Regions from separate parts of the Rattus norvegicus genome. Here regions 1 and 3 are each linked to region 2. Evidence: chromatin contacts called from public Hi-C data. All regions are on one chromosome and are shown on one strand. The core of a region is the stretch at or near the end of the contact, and the rest is flanking DNA. Distances in the headings are between cores, read along the strand shown.

Region 1 (2,719 bases), core at 32-2,531, 140 kb after region 2:
AATGTGGTACGTCACAGACTAGTCATAACTTCATAGTTAGAATCACTACTCATTTCCAAGCACAGTAGAAGCAAGGCGTGGCTTCACTAGTCGGACTCTGCAAGCACACGCCTGTAGTCTCGGGTGCAGGGACTCGTTCTTGAACTGAGAGAGAGGTTCCGTAGCTCGGCTCATGTCCCAGCCTGGTGTTCACTGAGCAGCCTCAGATTCCAGAAGTCCCACACTGGCCTTTTTATGAAGATAACTATTTTTTTCACGAAAATCTGGAAGAGAATATACTGATTTTGATACTAAACAGATGGTTTCTGTATTTTGTTTTGTTTCATATTTAAATATTTTGCGTAACTTTTAAATTAAGGTAATTTTCAGTGTCTTCAAAACTGAGTATTAATCCTTAGGTCTAAATTTTTCTAGTAAAGAACTGCGGTTTCATTTTATAAAACTTACTTTATCAATAAGTACTTTATGGATGTTTTTGCCTTCTTACTTGTTTTGCTTGCACATATGTGTGTGCACCGCTGGTGTGCCTGGTCTTGTAACCTGGAACCAGAGTTAACAGTTGTTTATGAATCACCATATGGGTGCTAGGAATTGAACCCAGGTTCTGTGCAAAAACAAATGCTCTTACTTGCTGAGTCATCTCTTTAGCCCAAGAGAACTATGCAGGGAACGAAATATCTGCCCAAAGACCCTAGATTGGCTTATATTTAGGCAAAGCCTTTCTCTTTGGTTCAGGCTGGCCTCAAGCTCCAGCTCCACTTGCCAGGCTCCTAGCTTTGTAGACGAACAAAGCAATGCTGTGTGGTTTTAGGTCCAAGAGTACTTTCCTACCTTCTCCTGAAGCAGTGCTCTGCAGTGGAGGGCTGTAATCCCTGTCTGCAGAGAGACGCAGTACTGCCTTACACCATGAAGCAAAGAAGAAGCTTAAGCTCTGTGTGCCGCTCCCTTCCCCACGCCCACTCTGAAGCCTGCTCAGTCTGCATTGCCAACCAAACTGTAGTACACATATGCTCAGCTGTGAGGAGAACCGGTCCAGACCTTATTCTGCTGCACATTCAGCAGATCTTTGAAGAAACTGACCCTGTCTTCTCTGTACTTCATAGAAATTCCCTTTACCCCACCAAATATGCCCTTTAATTTCTAGATCATTTATGTAACTGCTTAATTGTTGTGAGTTACCACTGAGTCATTAAGCAAACATTGCCATGTTGTTCTACATACCAGAACATTAAGAATAAGTAAAGTTCCTGTCTTCATGGGCTCAAAGTCTAGTTATAAACAGAACAAGACAGAGCCGTGACACACAAGAACAGTGGCAGCTACTCTGACTAGAGGGCCAGTCTGTTTTGAAGGACTGTAGTGCCCAGTCAGAACTGCTGGGAACAGTTTGTCACAGTCCACTTCCATAGTTGTTCCAGCAGGTCCAGGTTGAGTGAGGAGATAGAACATGTCTTTAACTCATTATGCAGCCGACTAACATCGTAACACTGCTGGGGACCTTTCTCAGTTTTCGAAAGGGATGTAATCACTATTTCTTGAATCTTTAAACTCCAGTAGGATGTTTTTAAACCCAAGTGGATTTTATTAGTCATATTATCTGGTTCAGATGATTTGATAAACACTGCATTCAGCCTGCCTCGCAAATGCACGAGGCATAAAGTCCCCTCCTGTGGTGAGTGTAATGTAGATAGAATGCCATCTTGCTTACTGCACACATATATTTATTTATATAGTTAGTATCTTTCATAAAAGAACATTGTATATATTTAGAAATTAGAACATATTTAATGCTAAACATGTCTTTGCAAAATTAGCAGTGTTATATATTAATTGAATCTTCTACTTCTGTTTAATTGTTATGAAAAAATTATTTCCCAACACAAACAATTGTTATCATAAGAAACACTAGAGATATTTGAATATCCTTATATTTCAAATGATTTAGTTTATAGCCCTTTCTTTCTTTGAAACTAGTAAGATGCAGAAAGTTTTATTGGATTCTGCATATAAACTTATTATTTCACTTCCTAACCATTTTTGTAGATTTATATAACTTGTAAATTGTTTATTTTTATTTTATCCAGTTTACATCTGTGGTAATTGGATTTATCAAGTATTTTGCCACTAGAGCTTACTTAGCAAATGAATGCTGAGAGTTTCTGATAGAAAACCCGATTCAGCTTTTATTTGAACTTGAGTTACTGGCTGTCCTTTGAAGCTGCAATTTTCCATAGTAATTTGTTCTGCTTTGTTGGGGATCGTATCTATGATGATGTCACTGCCCGCCATTGCAGGCCTATGTGTTTAATAGTGTTTCTACTGACAGATCATCTGTTGCGAACTGCAAGTCAGCATTCTGATAGCAGCGGGTTTGCTGAGGATTCCACAGACTGCCTCTCCCTCAATCACCTTCAGGTACAGTTTCCTGTGTTCATTAATAGACACTTCCATTGACTTTGTTTTAAGGCAGTCGTCTGTCCATGTGTTGTATTGTAAGGTTGTCTGTCAAATGGAAATAGGAATAAAATGTCTGAAATGTAGCTCTTGGCTACATATTTGACTATAAGTTTCAGGTTTTACTTATTCATGATCTCTGGATATAAAAAAATTAATTCTTAGTTTCATATTACTAGTGACTAAATTGGTTTGGTTTTAAACTGCTTGGTCTGGTGTTTTTCTTATTTGCTTATAGTTATTATATTCCAGTATTTAATAATAA
Region 2 (2,848 bases), core at 160-2,659:
GGGGTACAACCAGAGTAACACTCTCAATTCCCCAAGCTCGCACATAGTAAGTACACACTAAGGTAGAGGACACAACAGGTTAGAATAGTGATGTACATTTATATTAATATCCACTGAGGTATGAATGACCCAACTACACTGTTACACAACTTAAGGCAGAAGCGTTGTAAGCCCTGGATGTTACAGTTTCAATAATGACTTTACTGAGTTAAAGACAGGAAAGAAGATGTATCTTTCTATGATGACTATGAGTTTATCCTGTGACTACAGGTTTGTAGTTCTGAATACATACAGTTTATGCTTTTGGTTATTATTGTTACCATTTGAAAGCTCCTGGCTATAGTTATTTAGTATCATCAACTCAGTGAAAGCTTTCAAGTTTCTATTCCAAACTTTGTAAAACATGTTTTTATTATTAAAGTGCTGTAACAATTATTTTAGTGTCTTAAATATTTGAAGATAGGAACATAATTTATGATAGTTACATTAAATAATTCCAGCATTTGCGAGATTTGAGGCAGGTGGATGGAGACCTTGAGGTCAGCCCGGGTTCCATAGTGAAATGCTCTCTTTAATTAGAAGGTATTAATGTGAAATCCAGAACCTATAGACAATAGAGTGAATGAGGACACAGCAGACAGTACTGAGTGCCTGTTCCACTAAAGCTTGAGTAGAATGAATGGTCTAACTACTTATCTGCTTAATTTCCTGCTAAGCCAGACATGATCACATCAATTTCCTTTATGAGCAAATGTTACACAATTACAACATTGAGGGGGAGAGAAGTAATTTTGAACTCTAAACAACAGGACCATGAATTGATTGAGTCAACACAACTAGAAGGAACAACTCCTACCCTAGTTGGAAAGTTTAGTTGTAAGGAATGAGTGCAGCATTTGCCACACTGTGGAAGAGGCCTTGCCGATTGCAAAAGAAAGGAAACTAAATCACTTTTTAAATTAATCACACTTTGAAACTTGTCATTATTGTTTGTACGTATTTGTTATGAGAGTGGGAATTTCTACTACCCAAGAAGAGAATGTGAACTTTGATTTTTTTTAAGTGTTCACACACAAAAGGGTTGGTTGGCTCTCAGCCACAAATAAATGTAAAAGTTGTCCCTATGGCACAAGAACTCCCATAGCCAGGGGAAACAATGAGATTAACTGCTGAGTTCTTTCATTCATTTGCTTTCAACAGTCCGTTGCCTTCCCTGATTGCTTCTCTGCATCTCTAGAGAAATTACAGTTCAGATTTGCCTGGATCTGAACTGCACATAAGTGGTTTCACATGCTGTTCTCTGTGATTGGCTTCCCTCCTCCCCATGGCATCTCTAGGTTCCTCTGCGTGGACTCGTGCCCTGTGAGTCATCTCTGCGCCGAGACATTGGTATATCTGGTGAGATTTACGCATCTACTGCATGACTGATGCACATCGGCATCTTTCCAGCACGTCACTGGTGTGGGCAAAGCTCCTCTAACCTTGTACATGTCTCCAGATGCACATTCGCTGCAGCCATTCCAGAATCTCTACCTAAGAACGAATTGCTGTGGCCAAGGGCGGTTGTTCCATAGCCACTTTACAATCACCCCGCTGCAGGCAGAGGGTGAGAGCGTGACTGCTCAACCCTGCCAGCACTTCCCATTTCCCAACCTTTAAAAGTCTTGCCAAAACTGAAGAACAAAAACGGTATTTAATTGTGGCTTAAATTGCATGTTTTTGATCTCCAGTGAGGCTACTTAACTCCCACCCACCACCACCACACACACACAGAGACACACACTTTCCTGTTGGTTACTTGTCTTTTTTCTTGATTTAAAGATTTTCCATAGATGTGCTAGGTTCTAACCCTCTGTTCCACAGTTGTAGCTTTTGCCAGTGTGCTACTGTTTCTCCCTCTTTTGTGGCATATATTGTGAATGAGCACATTTTTGGCTTTGCTTTTCATTTTCCCTTGTGGTACTCAGGATCCAATCCAGGCTGACATGAGAGCCAGTCGGGACTCCACTACTGGGCTTCTTTCTCAGCTCCCATGAGACCCTTGCCATTTTGTTGTATCCACCACTCCTTCGTGATGTGTGTTATTTCTTTCTTGTCTTAAGAAAGCTCTCTTTATCTGAAGGACTAAAGATTATCTTTATCTTAAGATTAAATTTTCATCTTTAAGGCTTTAATCCACTTGGAGTTGATTTCTTGGTATGATGCAAAGAAGAAATTGGGTTTTTGGTTGTTGTTGTTTTTTTTTTTTTTAAGTTTATCGGGATAATAATCTCTTTTCTACAAGAAATCTTTTTTAAAAATTTATCAGGATGATAATTTCTTTTCTACAATGCATCTTCTTGATAGTCTAAGAACAACTATAGGGAGATATATTAGAATAAATCTTTCATTGATAGGCAGATTGAAGAGAGGGGGACTCCTCTAAAGGAAACAATGTCTTTGATGAATAATTTACCCTCTCCCTATTATTTTGTAATGGCAGGTTGATCACATGTGGGACAGTCTTGTTCATATTGCTTCTGAATATTGTACACTGTGGCAGCATTTACTTGTTAAAATTGAATATATGCTGTATACCAGGTAGCATCTCACACCCTGACAAGACAGCAGTGAACAAGAAGTCTTTTTTTGTGTGTGTGCAGTTTACATTGTAGACAGATACGTGCTCTAAAGGATTGTTAAGTTGCTATAAAGAAAGTAAGGTAGTGACAGGGAACAGGTACAGTGATGGGAGTGAGGTAGCAGACATTGCTGCCTTAGGGCATGGCTCCTCACTGGTACATTTTATCTCACAGGAGACACAAAGGAACTGAACTCAGAGTATAGGCTCCATGAGTGGTCATTTTTT
Region 3 (2,717 bases), core at 111-2,610, 250 kb after region 2:
ATATGTATACATTATATATGTCATATATACATATCACTGACATATTTTTGAAATAACCTTGTATCAGAACTCATATAATTTTTACAATTTAATTAATATCCTTTTATTTTCTTTAAATAAACTAATCTGGAGTCAAGCAATTTGGCTTAATAGGTTAAGGCACTTGCCACCAAGTCTGACACCTCAACTTTGATCTCCAGGACCTCCATTGCAGAAGGAAACAAGCAACCCTACAAATTGTCCTCCGACCTACACACACGCACCATGAGATGTGTACACCCACAAGTATACACACAGCAAACAAATGGGTGTAATAAAACCACGTACACTGTGAAACTAATGTTAATAATGAAATGTTTAAAAGAATTAGAAATCACCATACATGTGAATTTTATGATGGAAGACTCCCTTTGGTTCATGTAGCGTAGAGGTCTGTGACGTCACTGAGCGTGTCCATAAGTGATTACAGCTACAGCACTACGTCTCGACAGGGAGACCTCACAAAGCCCTTTGAGATTCAGTGCAGTTTTGTCTGCTTCACAGGTCTGACAGCATTGTACTTGTAATGCATGTCTAATGCTTTCCATTTCCTTGTCCACAGTCCCAGAATGCATCCCCTAAGCAAAGGAAGCAGAGTGTGTACACGCCACCGGCTATGAAAGGTACTGCTAGGTATCACTCGGGTGTTCTGAGCAATGGCTGTCAGGACTGGCAGGCCATTTGTCTGCTGATCATGTATGCTTGTCTCAGCTGTGCTTCTAGCAACAGGGTGGAGGTGGGGAAGATTTTACCTCTCTGAAGCTCCGTTTCGTTGTGGGTGAAATAGGCGGCTGAAGAATTGGTAACTTCAGAGTTTCAGAACCTTAGAATGGGAGGAAAGAAATCAATTTTCAAAATAACGACTTTTTCTTTTATCTTTATTTATATTTTTCCTTTGAAAGAATTCTTCCCAAACCTCTGATTGTTCTTGTTGATTGGCACATGATTACTAGTTTGTTTTCCCCCTTAAGTTAAGGAAAGCAGAAGAGTTGGGCTAGGTGGAGATGTCGTGTCAAGCATGTCTCGCTGCTTCAAGTCAGAAGCAGATCTACTGAACCCAGTCGAGCACCAGTTTGCTGTACTTCTAGCAGCTGCCCAGATCACATCAGAGAATGCTGGCTCAGAGGCTGGCATCGCCCCAGAACTTCTCCTCAAAATTAGAACTGCCAAGTAACATTTAAGTGTATCAGGATTTTGACAAATACTAGTTCCAGGAAAGGCTCCTTTTCTTTTTCACACAAAAATGTTCCTGACACAAGGCAGCGACTGCTGTTCAGGCCAGCACCCCCCATTCCAGTTTGGCTGCCTGGCTGTTGGCGCAGGGTCCGTCACGCTGCCCTCCAGCTCTGACTCAGTGTGGAAGAAGCCAGTGGGGAAGCTTAGAGGTCTAAACCGGAGCTAGCGCTTCCACTTTTTATTCCTTTTTGCAGGGAGGTGGGATACAAATGGATCCATAGCTACTTTCAGTAAACTTCTGTCCTGTGCAGTCATAAAAGGCTGCGTGTGTAGAAAGAAGAGTAAATGATGCTTTCGTCTGCGTTGTAGTTTATCCCAAGACGATTGTTAAGTTCCTGGTATCACTGTCTAAAGATCAGTGTAGGGTTTATAGTTCTTCGTCGTGAGTGATTAGGATTTCTCAAGACGCATCAGTTTGGGCATGAAAAGACGACAATGAAGATGTGCAGTGGCTCAATTATTTCCTCTGTTCTATTTTGGGTTAGCTTAAGCTAAATAAAGTAGTACTGTCCTGGTGTCCTCAGAGAATAACTATATTATTTTGAAAGGAAAATCTTAAACTCAAAGGCCTAAGGGGCCACGGTGCTCGTTATTTTTAGCTCTCAGATATCCTAAGAATGTGGGACTCTAGCACTCAGAGAAGCTGCTTCTATCGAAGCATCTTTTAGTATAACTCCATCCTGCAGGGTCGAGAGATGGTTCAGCATCTGCAGCAATGAGTTCCGGCCTTAAGGGAGTGTAGGCATTTGTTCAAGGAGGCCTCAGGTATCGACACGAATCAGTTAGGGAATGTCTATGTCACTTTTCAGCGTACGATAAAAGTAAAAACCAAATCGGAATGATTTTCTCAGTCTAGTATCTGTTCCTGGAAACCAGTTTAACCAATGGTAACATATGGCCTCTTGTGAGCACAATGAGGAGATTTAAGCATGTTAAAGATGGCTGGACAAAGAGAGTGTTATTGAGACGCTAAACATGTTAATACGACTGCCCCAAATGAAGGTTCTTCAGACTGCAGTGGAATGTTGCAGTGAGTGTCGACTGGTTTGCTGAGAGTGCAAAGCACCAACAGGGACAATCAACATGAGCGAAGAAAAACAAAACAAAACAAAATGTGTCCTGAGGCGGTCTACAGTGAGGGAAAGTCTACAGCTTCCTGAAGGAGCCAGTGACTAACTGGCTAGAAAAACAAAGAAGGCAGAGCCTAGCTTCTTTTGTTTGAGGAGTTACAGGGTAAGGAGACAAGGTAGAAAGGAATGAACTTCACCCTACTCCTGCCTCCCACTAACCTACGGAGTATTTTCATTTTTCCTTTCTTTTGAAATTACTGTAGTATAGACAGTAGGCTTAGAAAAAGCATACTGCTGTGTCCTGTTTGTGTCAGGGGAAAATGCAAAAGGGCAAGACATGAAGCAGAGCCTAGAATGCTGTTTGACCAGGCA

Evidence for each region. A called contact is a pair of places that touch in the nucleus more often than the background predicts.
Region 1: a contact with region 2 is called in a Hi-C map of Schwann cells, with 10 times the contacts expected there. The contact joins two enhancer-like sites. A contact is called at or near these places in 9 of 12 Hi-C or Micro-C datasets (the A7r5 cell line, the Rat2 cell line, Schwann cells and 5 more).
Region 3: a Hi-C map of the A7r5 cell line shows a contact between it and region 2, with 5 times the contacts expected there. The contact joins two enhancer-like sites. A contact is called at or near these places in 12 of 12 Hi-C or Micro-C datasets (the A7r5 cell line, the Rat2 cell line, Schwann cells and 7 more) and 1 of 1 datasets of contacts at active chromatin or transcription factors (oligodendrocytes).

The regions. Positions count from the first base shown.
Region 1 is chr3:84,960,485-84,963,203 of GRCr8, forward strand. It overlaps Itprid2 (ITPR interacting domain containing 2), which reads left to right. Exons shown (of 18, transcript NM_001107738.1): 10 at 2,327-2,415. Among named protein-coding and RNA genes, the nearest start is that of Itprid2, 18 kb to the left of the region's middle. Within about 2 kb of position 1,282, at least 32 of the 93 cell types and tissues checked have an H3K27ac peak or open chromatin away from gene starts, as enhancers often do. A contact at or near this core is called in Schwann cells, where this site is marked.
Region 2 is chr3:84,823,127-84,825,974 of GRCr8, forward strand. The region is part of intron 2 of LOC102553121 (a long non-coding RNA gene); the gene reads left to right. Among named protein-coding and RNA genes, the nearest start is that of Neurod1, 54 kb to the left of the region's middle. Within about 2 kb of position 1,410, at least 11 of the 93 cell types and tissues checked have an H3K27ac peak or open chromatin away from gene starts, as enhancers often do. A contact at or near this core is called in the A7r5 cell line and Schwann cells, where this site is marked.
Region 3 is chr3:85,072,726-85,075,442 of GRCr8, forward strand. Ppp1r1c (protein phosphatase 1, regulatory (inhibitor) subunit 1C) reads left to right here. Exons shown (of 5, transcript NM_001109200.2): 4 at 602-662. Among named protein-coding and RNA genes, the nearest start is that of Ppp1r1c, 50 kb to the left of the region's middle. Within about 2 kb of position 1,361, at least 11 of the 93 cell types and tissues checked have an H3K27ac peak or open chromatin away from gene starts, as enhancers often do. A contact at or near this core is called in the A7r5 cell line and Schwann cells, where this site is marked.